Regions from separate parts of the Mus musculus genome. Here region 2 is linked to region 1. A link is a contact called in public Hi-C data. All regions are on one chromosome and are shown on one strand. Each heading gives the region's core, a stretch centred on a gene start, on an enhancer-like site or on the middle of the called end of the contact. The rest is flanking DNA. Distances are from core to core; before and after follow the strand shown. Region 1 has its middle 21 kb from the start of Actb. Region 2 holds the start of Rbak (RB-associated KRAB zinc finger).

What was found. Hi-C and Micro-C count contacts between places; a contact is called where the count stands out from the background.
Region 2: a contact with region 1 is called in a Hi-C map of the G1E-ER4 cell line, with 5 times the contacts expected there. The contact joins the promoter of Rbak here to the enhancer-like site in region 1. A contact is called at or near these places in 3 of 39 promoter capture datasets (the 3T3-L1 cell line, embryonic stem cells and stem cell-derived epiblast-like cells), 1 of 15 datasets of contacts at CTCF or cohesin (embryonic stem cells), 14 of 484 Hi-C or Micro-C datasets (CD4 T cells, the G1E-ER4 cell line, the HL-1 cell line and 3 more), 4 of 115 datasets of contacts at active chromatin or transcription factors (bone marrow-derived macrophages and embryonic stem cells) and 1 of 9 other capture datasets (embryonic stem cells).

What each region holds. Positions count from the first base shown.
Region 1 is chr5:142,924,530-142,931,913 of GRCm38.p6, forward strand. No RefSeq gene overlaps it. Among named protein-coding and RNA genes, the nearest start is that of Actb, 21 kb to the left of the region's middle. Within about 2 kb of position 4,717, at least 285 of the 459 cell types and tissues checked have an H3K27ac peak or open chromatin away from gene starts, as enhancers often do. A contact at or near this core is called in the G1E-ER4 cell line, the HL-1 cell line, bone marrow-derived macrophages and 3 more, where this site is marked.
Region 2 is chr5:143,176,220-143,183,603 of GRCm38.p6, forward strand. It overlaps Rbak (RB-associated KRAB zinc finger), which reads right to left and starts at 4,556. Exons shown (of 5, transcript NM_001045482.2): 1 at 4,330-4,556; 2 at 3,267-3,323; 3 at 246-372. The coding sequence starts at 3,281. Spdye4b (speedy/RINGO cell cycle regulator family, member E4B) reads left to right here and starts at 4,798. Exons shown (of 8, transcript NM_001384193.1): 1 at 4,798-5,419. The coding sequence starts at 5,402.

The sequences.
Region 1 (7,384 bases), core at 3,467-5,966:
ACCTCAGCAATGTCAAGCTGTTTGATTACTGCTCTTTCCGGGGAGGGGCTCAGGCCATCTGCCTCAAAGGCAGGGTAAAGAGAAGAGGGAAAGGTGTTCAGGGGTCACCAGATGAGCTAAATTTCCTGGTTAGGTGATAGATAATCCACACCCAGGGGCCCCTGAACCCAGGGCAGAGAGCGAAGGGTAAAGTGCGGGCACAAGGGGCCTCGGCCTCCGCCTGCCAGCCAAGGACTGCAGGTAGTCTATACTGTGATAGTTGTGATAGTTAACCTTCCCCGAGGGTGCGCCAGGTGTGGCACCAGCCTCAAGCTGAACTCTCAGCTTCGAGCTCTTCCCCCCTCCCCACCCCAGTCATTCAGGCCCCGCGGGCAGAAAGCAGATATTTGCTAAGAGTCTCAGAAAAGTCAGGCACACACACAGACACACACAGACACACACACACACAGACACACACACACACACACACACACACACCATAGTCAAATGCTGAGGCAGGAGAATAACTGGGAGTTAAAGTCCAACTAGAATTACCAGCCGGGCGTGGTGGCGCACGCCTTTAATCCCAGCACTCGGGAGGCAGAGGCAGGCGGACTTCTGAGTTCGAGGTCAGCCTGGTTTACAAAGTGAGTTCCAGGACAGCCAGGGCTATACAGAGAAACCCTGTCTCGAAAAACCAAAAAACAAACAAACAAACCAACTAGAATTACCAAGTGAGTTCCAGATCAGACAAGAATACAGAGAACTGGTCTCAAGAAAAGAAACACAATGCAAAATATAGTTAAGCTAGGCAGGGCTGCAGAGCCTGTGTCCCAGGGTGCTGGAGACATGGGGGTGAGGTTGGTCACTTCTGCTACACTGAGGTCAAATACTGGACTACATGAGACCCTGTCTCAAAAACAAAACAAAAGACCAAAAGAGGTTCTTGGGAGACACCGTGATAGCTGGTAAAGTCCTTGTTTAGTGGCCATAAGGACCTGAGGGTGTCTCCTCTGTACCTGTAACCCTAGCCGCTGGGGTCAGCTAGGAAGACCAGCATTCACCTACACACACCCATACAAGGCAGGCAGGATAGAAAAGGGAAATAAACATACAAAGCTTCAGCCGGGCAGTGGTGGCGCACACCTTTAATCCCAGCACTTGGGAGGTAGAGGCAAGTGGATCTCTGAGTTCGAGGCCAGCCTGATCTACAGAGGGAGTTCCAGCCAGGGCTACACAGAGAAACCCTGTCTTGAGAACCAAAATGAAAGGTGGGGGTGGGGAGCATTGTGCCCCCAGTTCCAACATTTCCAAGGCTAAAGCAGAGGGTCAGAAAAGTCAGCCTTGGCTTGATAGCAAGTTGGAAGTCAGCATGGGCTACAAGAGATTCTGTCTCAAAAACCAAAGCACAGAACAGTCTCTGGTGTAGTTCCGTGTCCAGGCAGAGATCTCTTAGCCATCTGTGACTGGCTATCCATGAGTACCTGGCCTGTACTCTGAGGTCTCAGCCCTGGGCTGAGTACCTGGGTGGTACTCCCCAGGGTGATGGGGGAGCTGGGTGGCAAGGAGGACTCTTGATGGGAGTTAAGTAGAGTCCTGAGGCTGGAGGCGGGGGTGCAGGGAAGAACCCCAGTAAAGGGGTTTCTCCATATTTTCTCTTGGGACAGAGTCCTATTAAGTGGCAGAGGCCTGCTTTGAACTTTCAAGCCTTCTGCTTCAGTAGCTGAGATAACAGACTTTGGCTCCCAGGCGCAGCTGGGTGTTGTCAGTGCTATTCTCTTTGAAAGGTTTAGGTTGGGACTCACAGGCTCCCTGTCACAGGGCTTTGGGGCAGGTGACTACCTCTTATCTGATGGTTATCCCACCAACTCATGCGGGCCGGCCTGCCTCGGCGCCTTCTGAGAATCCCATAGCTCTCTATCTCAGCTCTGGAGATAAGCCAGGCAGCCCCCCCCCCCCCCACCGCGCGTCCCTGTCCAGCACAGCCTGGCCCAGGCTCCCTGCAGGCCCAAGCCAGTCCCTACCCCACCCCCTCAGCTAGCCCAGCCCACTTGGCCTAACTTCCTCTCCTTAAAAGGCTAAATTCTGGAGAGTAGGGAGGGGGCGTGGGAGCCTCAGCGTAGCTGTCCCCTCTACCCTCAGGGAGCAGCGGGCCAACCTGGGGAAACAGGATGAAGCCCCAGCACCTGGGGGTTCATGAGATCCCTATCTGGGAACCCCACTACAGGCTCCTGCACAGGACCCTGCGGACATTTCTCGCTTTCTTCTCTCTTGTTCCCAAATTGGGCAGAAAATACTGACTGAAGCCCCAGGGTGGCCAGACCTGGGCTGTGGATTTGTGGTAATTAGGGTGTCATAGGCAAAAGATGCCCTGGGGCCCCAAGGGGCTACCTTGGTCTCTTTTACAAATTCTCCCCCCCCCACACACACCGCAACCCCTCCCCCCGGGTCTCTGTCTGTCTCCCTCTCTTGGTTTCTGTCTCTCTCTGTGTCTCTCCCTGCTGAAGATTAAACCCAGGTCTTTCACATACTAGTCAAGAGGTCTCTATCACACTGAGCAACATCCTGTCAGCCTCCCTTCCCTTTCTCTCAGGACAGAATCACACTAAATTGCCAGGGCTGGCTTTAACTTCCAATCCTCCTGCCTCCGTAGCATCTGAGATGACAGGTTCATGCCACCGGGATCAACTGGGAGTTTGTTGTTATTCTTTGTTTTTGTTTGTTTGTTTGAGCAGAGACGTAGCTCTGTATCCCTGGCTAGCCAGGGACTTGCTGCCTAGATTAGGCTCATCCCCAAATTGCTGTGCTCCCTTGGCTCTGCCTCCTAAGTGCTGTGTCTACATAAGAGGGCCGCCATGTCTGCCTTCCATTAGTGTTTCTGGAGACAAGTCTTTCTCCAAATGAGACTGACCTCAGATTCACCCTGCAGTCCAAGCTGGCCTGGAACTTGTAGCAATCCTCCTGCTTTCTTCAGTGCTGAGCTTACAAGTGAGTCTCCACACCCAACTTTTTGTCTACAGCTTCAGTATCCCTGTTTGTCAGCGGGGATGCTTCCTGCCAAGGCTCAAACTCCAAGTCTCCTCTGAGAAGCCTACTCCTCCAGGACCATAGACACAGCGAGGCCAGGATCAAAACTTGGAAGCTCATCACACAAAGTTCCAGTGTGGCCTGATGGTGCCCCTGTACTAGCTACTTGGAAGGGCAAAGCTGGAGCCGGTCATGAGTTCTAGGACAGTCTGGTCAATTTAGCAGCGTGCCTCCATTCCACTTCGCCCCCCGCCCCACAAAAAGTAAAGAGGGTTGGAGGGCGGGGAACATAGCTCCCACAGAAGAGCACTGGTCAAGCAGGCATGAGATGTGGGACTCAGACCCTCAGCGCAGGGTAGCGTAAACCGGATATGACGATACCTGTCAGTAATGCCAGCATTTGGAAGGTGAAGGCAGAAGGACCAGAAATTAGTGGTCATCCTTGCCTCCATAGGGAGGCAGAGGGAAGCCTGGGCTATGTGAAACCCAATCTCAAAAACAAATGACTGATAGGGGCTGGAGAGGTGGCTCAGTGGTTAGGAGCACTTGCTGATCTCACAGGGGTCCTGTGTTTGACTCCCAGCACCCATGTCTGGTGGCTCCCAACTGCCTGTGACTCTAATTCCAGGGGATCCTATATGTCTGGCTCCCATGGGCACCAACAGTTACATGCACATACCCACCTACAAACACACACTCATACACATAGTCAAACAAAATGAATTGCCAGATGTGCACCACCACTCCATGCCACACACCTTTGCTATAGATGTCTGTGAGTTCTAGGCCAGCCAGGTCTACACAATGAGACCCTATATCACTCCAAAACCACTAAATAAATAAATCAATAAATCTTAGCTAGGAGTGTGTGTGGCACAGGGCTTTAATCCCAGCACTCAGGGAGACAGAGGCAAACAGATCTCTGTGATTTCAAAGCTAGCCAAGAATATACAGTGAGACTTTGTCTAATATAATAATAATAATAATAATAATAATAAAGAGAATGCCATGCAAATAGCTGTTGTTGGTTATTGTTGGTTTTTTTGGTTTTGAGAGAGTTTCAGTAGGTAGCCCTGGTTGTCCTGGAACTCACTATGACCAGGCTGGCTTCGAACTCACAGAGATCTGCCTGCCAATGCCTCTCCAGTTGCTGGAAGGTCAGTGTCACCATGCCAGGCCATAAATACAATTTTTTTTATTACGTATCTTCATCAATGACATTTCCAATGCTATCCCAAAAGTCCCCCATAAATACAATTTTTAAAAAAGAAGAAAAGAAAAAGCAAGGCTGTGGCTACAGCCTGGTGGAATGTTCTAGGCCCTAGGTTCAATTCTCTAAAGAAGCTCTGTCCTGCCTCCCTCCCCACCCGCCTTGGGAATGTCAGTCATCCAACCAGGCCAAGGGGCTGGAGAGCTGGGGCCCTTGGCTGTCCTTTGGCCTCAAGTACTATGCAGGACCCTGAGCCGCTCTCCATCTAAGCTCAGAGCCTCAGTTTCCATTTCTGTACTTCAAGGAGGGAGGGGCCTGGCCTGCAGATGGGGAGAGCGGTGCACAGCTGGGTTTGTAGTGGGAACTGGGGTTTGGCAGGGTTGGGGGGCTGGGGTGTCCCCTCCCTCTGATCCCCGCCCGCGGCCGCTGCCCACGAGTCGTCCATAAAAGGCAAGGAGCGCAAGTCGCGCCAAACTTAGTCATGCGGCGGCGGCCGGCGGCTGCCCGCGCGACTTCCTCCGCCGACTTCCCGTTTCGAGAGCGAAGCCCGCAGGGGATGTGAGGTGTGGTCCTGCCTTTCGAAATGGCTCCGATTCCCCTAAGGGGATCCGCGGTGCCGGCGCCCTGCAGAGGGGACCGCTAAGGGTCCGCGGGCACACACCCGGGCTTGTGTTTGAGAAAGTGGGGATGGGGTGGGGGTTGGGTGAAGGCAGGGAATCTCAGATAGCCCAGGCTAGCCTGCCTTAGCCTCGGAGTGCTGGAATCTCAAGAGTAAGCCATTACTTTGGGCTTAGGAATGCATGAAGGGCTTCCAGAAGGCACAGCTGTTACCCTGGAGCTGGGAGGGAGCTTGGATAAAGAGGTTAGGAGAGCATTGTTTGTTGGTGTTGGAGCAAGTACCTCATCCGTGCTAGCCCAGTGCTCCCCCTCTGAATGTTCTAGACTGTATTTCTTTGAAATAAGATCTTGTGTAGGTCGTCAGGCTGGCCTTGAACCCTTTCTTTCTTGTTTTTTTTTTTTTTTTTTTTTTGAGACGGGGTTTCACTATGTAGCTTTGGCTGGTTTAGAACTCACTCTGTAAACCAGGCTGGCTTCAAACTCAGAAATCTACCTGCTTCTGGAGCGCTGGCATAAACAGTATACAGCTGGGCCTTGAAGTCATTCTGCAGTCTCCACCTTCCAAGAGCCACATAAACCAGGCAGGCCTCTGGCTGCCTCTGCCTCCCGAGTACTGGAATTAAAGCTCTGCCCCATAATGCATGACTTATTTTATTATTTTCTTAACCATTTATATTGAGACAGGATTTCAATATGTTGCCCAGGCTGGCCCGAACCTGTTCTGTATCCAGGTAGGCACTGACCTGTTTGGATTTTTGGATTTTTAAAAAAAATATTCGGGCTGGTGAGATGGCTCAGTTGGTAAGAGTACCCGACTGCTCTTCCAAAGGTCCAGAGTTCAAATCCCAGCAACCACATGGTGGCTCACAACCATCTGTAACGAGATCTGACACCCTCTTCTGGAGTGTCTGAAGACAGCTACAGTGTACTTTACATATAATAAATAAATAAATCTTTTAAAAAAAAATATTAATTTTTAATGGGCATGGGTGTTTTTGTCTATATGAGTGTCTGTGTACCAGGTGCAGACGGTGCCTTCGAGGCCAGAAGAAGGCACTCGAGCTGGAGCTACAGACAGTTGTGAGCCACCATGGGGATGCTGGGAATTGAATGCTGTCAGTGCTTTTAGCTGGGGAAGAAACAGTTGGTCTGTGGGCACCATGCTTGTATTCCTTCAGATCTGTACTTTTCCATAGATTGGAAATGTCTTACCTGGTGTGGCGGGCAATGCAGGTCTATAATCTTAGCACTAGGGAGGCAGAGGGGCAGGAGGATCAAGAGTTCAAAGCCCATCATACCAAGTTCCAAGCCAGCCAAGGCAACAATGAGACCTTGCCTCAAGAAAAGATACTTTCTAGAAACAAAGAGACAAAATGGCTGTCCCGAACTGAGTGAGCTACCTCTTCCCCTGTTTCTTCTAGGCTATAAGACACTAATCTCTCTAGAGCAGTGGTTCTCAACCTTCCTAACGCTGTGACCTTTTAATGTAGTCCCTCATGTGGTGGTGACCCCCCAACCATAAAGTTATTTGGTTGCTACTTCATAACTGTAGTTTTGCTACTGTTACAAATTGTAACATATAAAGATCTGATATGTGGCCCACAGGTTGAAACACCCCCCACCCCCCCACCCCCGTCCCCCGAACTAGGGGTTGTTATGAAACTATGACACACAGGCTGAGGCATGAGTCCCACGTACACAGTAGGTGCTCAACAAAGGAGTCTGCTGTATTGAGCGTCCTTTGTCTCAGCCTCTCTGGGAGATGGGAAGACTAAGGTGGGAGGGATCCGCTCACTGTGGCTAGTTCATGGCTAGCTGTAAAGGCTTATGTTTCTAAGGAATGGGGCCAGCCAGTCCCAAAGCTCAGACTCTAGTCCTGTCCTGTCCTGTCCTGTCCTGTCCTGTCCTGTCCTGTCCCTTAGCCTGGGGTCACTCCAGGTAAGGCTCAAGGCCAGCACACTTAGCAGGACCCAGTTGGGCAGGTCACATAGACTCCAGTTCTAGGTGTCCGGAACCTCAGCCGCCTGTTTGGACAGTGAGGACGTCTCGGGGCAGGTGCAGAGCTCACGGAACCCCTGAGGTAGAGAGGATAGCGTAGGCTGATGAAAGGGCTGCAGTGACAGAGGGCAAAGAGGACTGGCCTGGTGGCTCATGCCTGGGATTCCAGGACTCAGGTGGCTAAGGCCAGAGGCCAGAAAGTTCCAGGCCAGGGCCAACAAGATGGCTTAGGTAGCGTTTGTGGTGCAAGCCTGAAGACCAAACTAAGTTCAGTGGCCGGAACCCATGGTGGAAGAGAAGCAGTCTCCCAGAGTTTCTCTGATCTGCACGTGTGTGAATAAAAATTGAGACAGGGTCTCACTGTGTATCCCAGGCTAGCCTGGAGCTCTCTGCCTGTCGCTGCCTTTACCCCCCAAATCCCAAATGCTGGGATTAAAGTTGTCTGCCACATGGAGTGGACACGCCCACTCCAATGCTCAGGAGGCAGGGCAGGCAGACCTTTGTGAGATCAAGGGTAGCCTGATCTCACAAATTCCAGGATAGCCAGAGCTT
Region 2 (7,384 bases), core at 3,306-5,805, 250 kb after region 1:
TTGCCTGTGTTTGCCAAGTAAAACCAGAGCCTTTTGTGTATTGGGCTGTAGCTAACACCGCTCACATGCAGGAGGCTCTGGGTTCAATTTCCAGTACCACAAGGGGGAAAGATGTAGGATCTTTCAGTGGAGCAGTAAAGATACCTGATATCTACCCGAAAGGACGAAGTGTCAGCACTTGTTCCTTCAAACTCAAAGACAAATCATTTTAAATTCACAGTGTTTAGGAAGCAAGTGGTCCTCACCCACGGAGACGAGGTTGCTGTAGGTCTCCAGCATCACATCCCTGTATGTGGTCCTCTCCTCAGGGTCCAGCTGCTGCCACTCCTCCTGGGAGAAGGCCACAGCCACATCCTTGAATGACAGTGGGCCCTGCAACGACATGATCAGAATCAGATAGATCACACAGAGCGGGCACCCGAGCTCACTGGTCCAGTTAACCATTAACACTGCATACCTTACTTTATGCTACAAAGCCCGGAAGGGAAACAAACCGTATTGTTGCAGTAAATCTCAGCATCGTATTGTAAACACGTTGTCTTGGCAAACAAAAGCAAAAGCAAAGCTCTGATGTGACAGGTAACTGTCAACTTGACATAACCTAGAGTCATCTGGGAACGGGGTGCAATAGGGACTGTCTAACCAGGTTAGCCTGTGGCAGAGTGTTTCTTATGTTAACTGAGGTGGGAAGACCCACCCACTGTGGGTGGCATCATCCCCTGGACAGAGATCCTGCATTCTGTAAGAGTAGAGAAAGCAAGCTGAGCGCTACCAAGCACGCATTAGTTCAGTGCCCTTTGCTCTTCACTGTGGCTGTAACATGAGCAGCTGCTTAACGTCGCTGCCTTGACATCCAGAGTTGGGGGTCATAACCTGGAACTGTGCGCTAAGCAAACCCTTCTCCCTCAGGTTGCCTCTCAGGGTATTTTATCACAGCGGTTCGGTTCTCTCATTCCACCGTGTGGGTTTAGGGGATTAAACTCAAGTTGTCAGGTGTGGTGGTGGTGGGCCTTTACTCGCTGAGTCATCTGCTGGCCCAGATTTCACCTCCTTGAGCTCTGCATATTTCGTCTGAAAGTCAACAAGCATTTGTAGAGTTTATTTCAGCTTTCAACGCAAACATGTAATAACATGTAACATTAAAAAAAGAGAATAGAATCGAAGCCCAAAGGTGTTACTAGAGTAAGACATACAAGGAAAGGTGGGGCCTCAGAAAAGGGACAGACTGACAAGCACCAGGACGTAGAGGTGGGGCAGAAAGGGAGGTGGAAAGACACCAAGGTGGCACTTTCCTGCAGGCAGCTTCTGACAGTGACAGGGAGGGCCAACTTTAAATTAGGAGTTACTAACCACATATGATTATCTTCCCAATTCAAAAACCAAAGTCCTGGGGTTAGCATGATGGCTCACCCATGTTAGAGTGCTTGTTGCTCTTGCAGAGGACCTGAGTTCGGTTCCCAGCACCCATGTTTGGCAGCTTACAACTGCCTGGTAACTCCAGTTATAGAGCTCTGGCGCCCTCTTCTGGCCTGTTAGCTCCTACATGCACACGGGACACAGAAACTCAAAAAGGCACACAAATTATCAACACAAAAATAATAAATACATATTTAAAAAAAGAAACAGAAAACCACATTCCATTCTTCTAAGAGCAGTGGAAGGCAGATTCCAGTCACAGGAATTTCTCAGTGCTACCTTTTAGGTACAGAGAAGAGTTATGGAGAAGAGAAACCACAGCCTTGAGTCATATAACTTTATCTAGGGGATACTGGTCTGCAGCCAAAACAAACAGCAGACTCTCCAGCAGAGTCCTTGCAGAGCTATCTCATGGGGCTCATGGTTAAAGTACAGGATTTCTTGGACAGCTGTGTGATAAGATCACAGATGCACTGTTTAAAAGAAAACCTCTGTATGAAATAAAAGACCATCTACATGGAATTATTAGGAATATAGATCCAATTCAAGACTGCATCAGACAAACCAGGACATCCATTCAACGCTATCCACACTGGACAGGCTTTTTGTTTCCCTAAGTTGAGCAAAGTACTCCCCTCTGTGAACTCACCACCTCTACTGATGGTTCATCTCAGTGGTCAATGTGATGAGACTCTGAATTGCTGGAGAAATAGACCAAGGGCTAGTCAGTCATTCTTGTGGGGGATTCTCTTGATGAGGTAAACTGGGGCAGGAAAGCCTGCCCACTGTGTGCGGCTTCATTCCCTTGGCTTAGATCTTGGACCATACAAAGACAAGGTGGGCTGAGCACTCACTGTATGAAACCATGTGATTTATTTATGCATAAGACTATGATTCTATGTATGAGACTCTATGAGTCTGTGTACAAGACTATGAGTCTGCATATGAAACTCTATGATTCTATGTATGAGACTTTATAATTCTATGTATGACTCCATAGTTCTATGGACCTGTATGGAGGGAGAGAACGGACTCCCACAAGTTGTGCTCTGACCTTCACGTGCATACTGGACCACACACATGCACACATGTAGGCACATACAAAACAAATTTTTTAAAAACTGTTTAAAAAATGCAACTTTGGAGCAAACGGAATGAAAGATTTCTTTGTATAATTCTTTTGTTTCTCTGTAACTTTTCTATGACTCTATGTTCCAGAGTACTGTCCATCATGGTGGGCATGCTTTCCTCTTCCCTTCCTGACTTCAGAAAATATATACATTTTCAGCTTCCTCAAAGTAAGCTTCTGTGCCCTTCCCACCGTGGTGGACTGTACTCTGCCACTGTGAGCAGAATAAGCCCTTTCTCCCTCAAGCTGCTCTTGTCAAGGTAAATTTTCAAAATGCAAAAATCATCCCAACCTGACTAAAGGAAGATGTCCAAATCCTAGCAAGTCTTTGCCTCCTATAAGGTACAAAAAACGGCACCTCCCACGAGCAGCTGCAGGTGATGGGATGGATACGATTTTCCTTTTTCTAACTCTGCCAAGTAACTCCATTAGCCTAAAGTTATCAGACTGCCTACACAACAGGTCATGACAGCCTGCCACTCGGGTGTATTTTATATTACAATCACCTTTATTCACTCCTTTCTCCACGACCATCCTACTTACTTATTAATTATTCTATGTATGGATGCTCTGCTGCATGTACACCTGCATGCCAGAAGAGGGCGTCAGATCCCTTTAGAGACCACTCCACTACCATTCAAGAACAGACCTTTGAGTAAGTCTTCCAAAATACATTACAAAGGAGTCAGAAAAAAAAAAATTACAAACGGGAAAAACTTACCTTTGATCTGCTCATGTTCTGCTCCTCTTGGGGGAACTGTAGACACTGCTGACTGACCTGCTGGAGGAAAAGCTCGCTGAAATCGGAGATTAACTGGTCTACACAGGGACATGTCTCTCGCCTGGGAACCACCAAGTGAAATCGCAGCTTATACACACTGCAGAGGTGATAGGAAGGAAATCACAAACCTAACTCCAACAGGTGGAATGGGGGGTGGGAGGCGAGGGGGGGCGGGTACAGTTCTATGATGAACACTACGCTGCCTTCTTTTTATCCACGGGCATTTGGTGTAAAGGTGGGGGAAACAAGGGTACTTATTTTATTTCCTATTCAAACTGTTGCAAAATATGTCACAGTGAATGAGGATTCTGGGCACTATATATATATATATCTGGGATCCATGTTCCATGAGGTGACATACATGCAATCCCAACTCTCTGGAGGCGGAGACGGGAGGATCACCCACTACCAGAACAATATGTGCCACAAGGAATCCACGCCTCAAAAAAACTAAAACACAAAAAGGAAAAATGGTCCAGATGGATAGACGTCCGACAAACAGGGATAAAGCGTGGTTTGTTTTCAAACTATCCAACTAAACTTGGTTACTGCTGCATATCTTAAAAAGGGACTAAGGGAAGAAACTAGAAAACAATGGCACTCATTTCAACACAACCTTGATTAAGTCTCACACCTGTCGCAGACTCAGTCTTCCTTCACGAGCAGAAAGAAGTAAAAGCAGATTTTGAGCACTAGACCATTACGATGCCTCAAGGGCAGACTCGGGGGGGGGGGGGACCACAGACAGAGCAAGAGAGCTGATGGACGCTGAGTGACACCGTGGGAATCTGGAGCCCTTGAGTTCTTCAGTGCCTGCACTCTGTCCTCGGGACTGACCGTGCAGCCCAAAGCGATGCAGCTGTCCCGCTGTCAGCCCGACCACCTCGACCCTCCCAGGCGCCGCAAGCTGGGGACAGCGGGGTGCCCGGGTGAACTGACTGGGCACCATCTGTGCCCAGCATCCCTCCCGCAGCCCCGATCGCTCTGCGCCCTCGGGCCTCACCGAGCAGGCGTCTCCGCTGCCCCTGTCAGCCTCCGCGCCGAGCTCTCGCTAGGCCTCCCTAGCCCGCACAGCCGAGTCTGTTCGCTGCCGCCCCGGAAGCTCCGGCCTCGGCCCTGCAGGCTCGGCAACTCCAGCTTAGCGAACGCAAAGGCTGCGGGAGGGAAGGTAGCCTCGACACACCAGACCTGCAGGAAGTCACCACGGCGCAGTGGCCCAGCGCAAGCGCGGGCACGCGCACAGGCCGCGACGCGCATGTGCAGCATCTTCCCGGAAGTCCGAGTTCCAAGGCTCTCCTTTCTCCCCAAGAATTGCACAGAAACTCTGTGTCCCAGACGCCTTCGCGCGCCACTGCATCTAGGGATCCTCGCGCAAGAACTTACCTCCTCCCAGCAGTTTGGGGGAGGTGCTCTGAGAGCAATGGCTGCCTCCAGCCATGCTCTTACCTTCTTGTTTGTCCTCACTCCCTTTGAGCCTGGAGAAACGGCCTGCTGCGTGAAGTCCCAAGTCTTGTCCCTGGCTCAGGACTCCTAAAATAAGAGGAAGATTGTGTTAGAAGGAAAGAAAACTGAGTGTCATTCTCGATTAACCAAACTTCCTTGAAGTACTAGGTACAAGAAATAACCAGCTGTGCTTTACAAAGAAGGAGGCACAAACACTAATGGTGGGTTTCTAGAACATACGTCTAATGCCCAGAAACTCTAAAAAACAGAACCAGAAAGAGAACACAGAAAGAAGAAAACACCTACCTGCAATGTGATCTCTGAAAGGTGATATTTAGGGCCGGGCGACAATGACAGTTTTCAACGATGGTTACATTATGATGAACGGCTCCTCGATTTCTTATTGAATTAATGCAACGACGTTCTTGGCCTAGTTCTTCATAAAGACGTTGGCGTCAAAATTAATAACAAAGCCTGTCAATAGAAAAAGTTCTCTGCGCCGATGCAGAGAGTAACGTTTTCATCCCAGAAGCACCAAGCGCCTTGGAGCGCCAACCCTAGGTAATAAACTGCTGAGCAACCAGCAGGAGACAGAAGCATCACGAATCCCTCTCAGATGCTGCAGGGCACACATGGTCTCAGGAGAAAGGGTGAGCCCTCCTCCTCGGAAGGCCTGCACTGCCATGGGGCACCTTCTCCCAGGTTCTCACCTCACCTGGTCACTGAGGTGCCCACCTGAGCTGGCTCCTATCTCTTAAACCAAAAGCTTCCCTTCCCCGTGGCAAGCAGGGGTTACGTCTCTGAATGAGGGGCCTGGGCTAAACTCCCCAGGTGACAGGGAGATAGGAACACTCTTTTCTCCAGGTTTACATTGCACAGATGGGACTCAGGCCTTTCAGAAAAGGAATTCCTTGCTTGCAGTGAGGACATTCAAGCTCATATAATTTTTGTATTGAGAGAAGATTTCGGTTTGTACACACATACGGAACAAGGGTTGCCAGTCAACAGACTGAGATCCTTCTGCTCTGCACAGATAGGAGAAGCTCAACCTGTGTGGGCCATCCTAGGTCTACTGGCTGGACCAGCAGGCCTACAGGCTTTCAGCTCCAAGTCCTGACCTAGGGCTCTATTGCCTCAGGCTTTAGAAACTAGACACTTAACGTCCTAGCCTTTCACCCACCAGTGACCCTGGCACCCGGCAGTTGTTGTAATATGTGGCCTCCAGCAGAAGCAGCAGGCAGCAAGTGTCCCTGCTAGTGATAATGATCCTAGATGGACATCAGGTATAGTGAGTGACCTCTCAACTACTACAGACAGGACTGGAACAGCTCTTGAGTCCAAGGTAGATTCATAAGTTCCCCAGGTGACAGGGTTGTTCTCTTCCTTGAGGTTTGCAATGCATAGAAAGGGGCTCTTGGGTCTTTCAGAAAAGGAAGTTCTTTCTTGAAACAAGGGCAGAAAGTATATGTAACTAAAAAGGAGAGAGAGAGAGAGAGAGAGAGACAGAGACAGAGAGAGAGAGACAGAGAGAGACAGAGAGAGACAGAGACAGAGAGAGACAGAGACAGAGACAGAGAGACAGAGAGACAGACAGAGACACAGAGAGAGAGAGAGAGAGAGAGAGAAAGAGAGAGAGAGAGAGAGAGAGGTGTCAAAGAGACAATACAGATCTCGACAGTGAATGTTACTCTTTAAAGTGAGAAGGGTAGAACAGAGAAGCAGTCTTTACCATCTGGCAACAAGCAAAATTTAATCTTTTATTAATACCTCCTTGCCTGAGGATGGAGCCTAGGCCCTCCTGTAAGCTAGGCAGGTGCTCTACCACTGAGCCACACCCCAGCCCCTCACTGGGGAATTCTAGGCAGGGGCTCTACCACTGAGCCACGCCCCCAGCCCCTCACTGGGGGATTCTAGGCAGGGGCTCTACCACTGAGCCACGCCCCCAGCCCCTCCCTGGGGGATTCTAGGCAGGGGCTCTATCACTGAGCCACGCCCCCAGCCCCTCCCTGGGGGATTCTAGGCAGGGGCTCTACTATTGAACTGCATTCCTCAAACCAGTCTTTTTTCAAACCATATAATGCAAACACAATATCCAAGAAGATGATAGAAATACTGAGTTAGAAGTAGTAATGATGAAGGACTAATGGTCATAAGTATGTATTCTTGAGGCTGAAGCAATGGCACGGTGGTTAAGAGCACTGGCTGCTCGCCCAGGAAAACCCAAATTGGTTTGCCAGCACCCACATAGAGGCTCACAACTGACTGTGACTCCAGTCCTAGGGGATCTGGCACCCCCTTCTGGCATCCATGAGCACTGTATGCTCATGTTGCACCGTCAAACATGCAGACAAAATTTCAATATATATAATATGTTTTAAAAGATTTATTTATTTTATTTATATGAGTACTCTGTAGCTGTCTTCACACACACCAGTAGAGGGCATCGGATCAGATCCCATTGCAGATGGTTGTGAGCCACCATGTGGTTGCTGGGAATTGAACTCAGGACCTCCAGGAGAGCATCAGTGCTCTAAACCCGAGCCATCTCTCCAGCCCCCACATAATATGTTTTAACTGGGAAAAGAAACAATGTACTCTTGCAAGAGTACATGGAT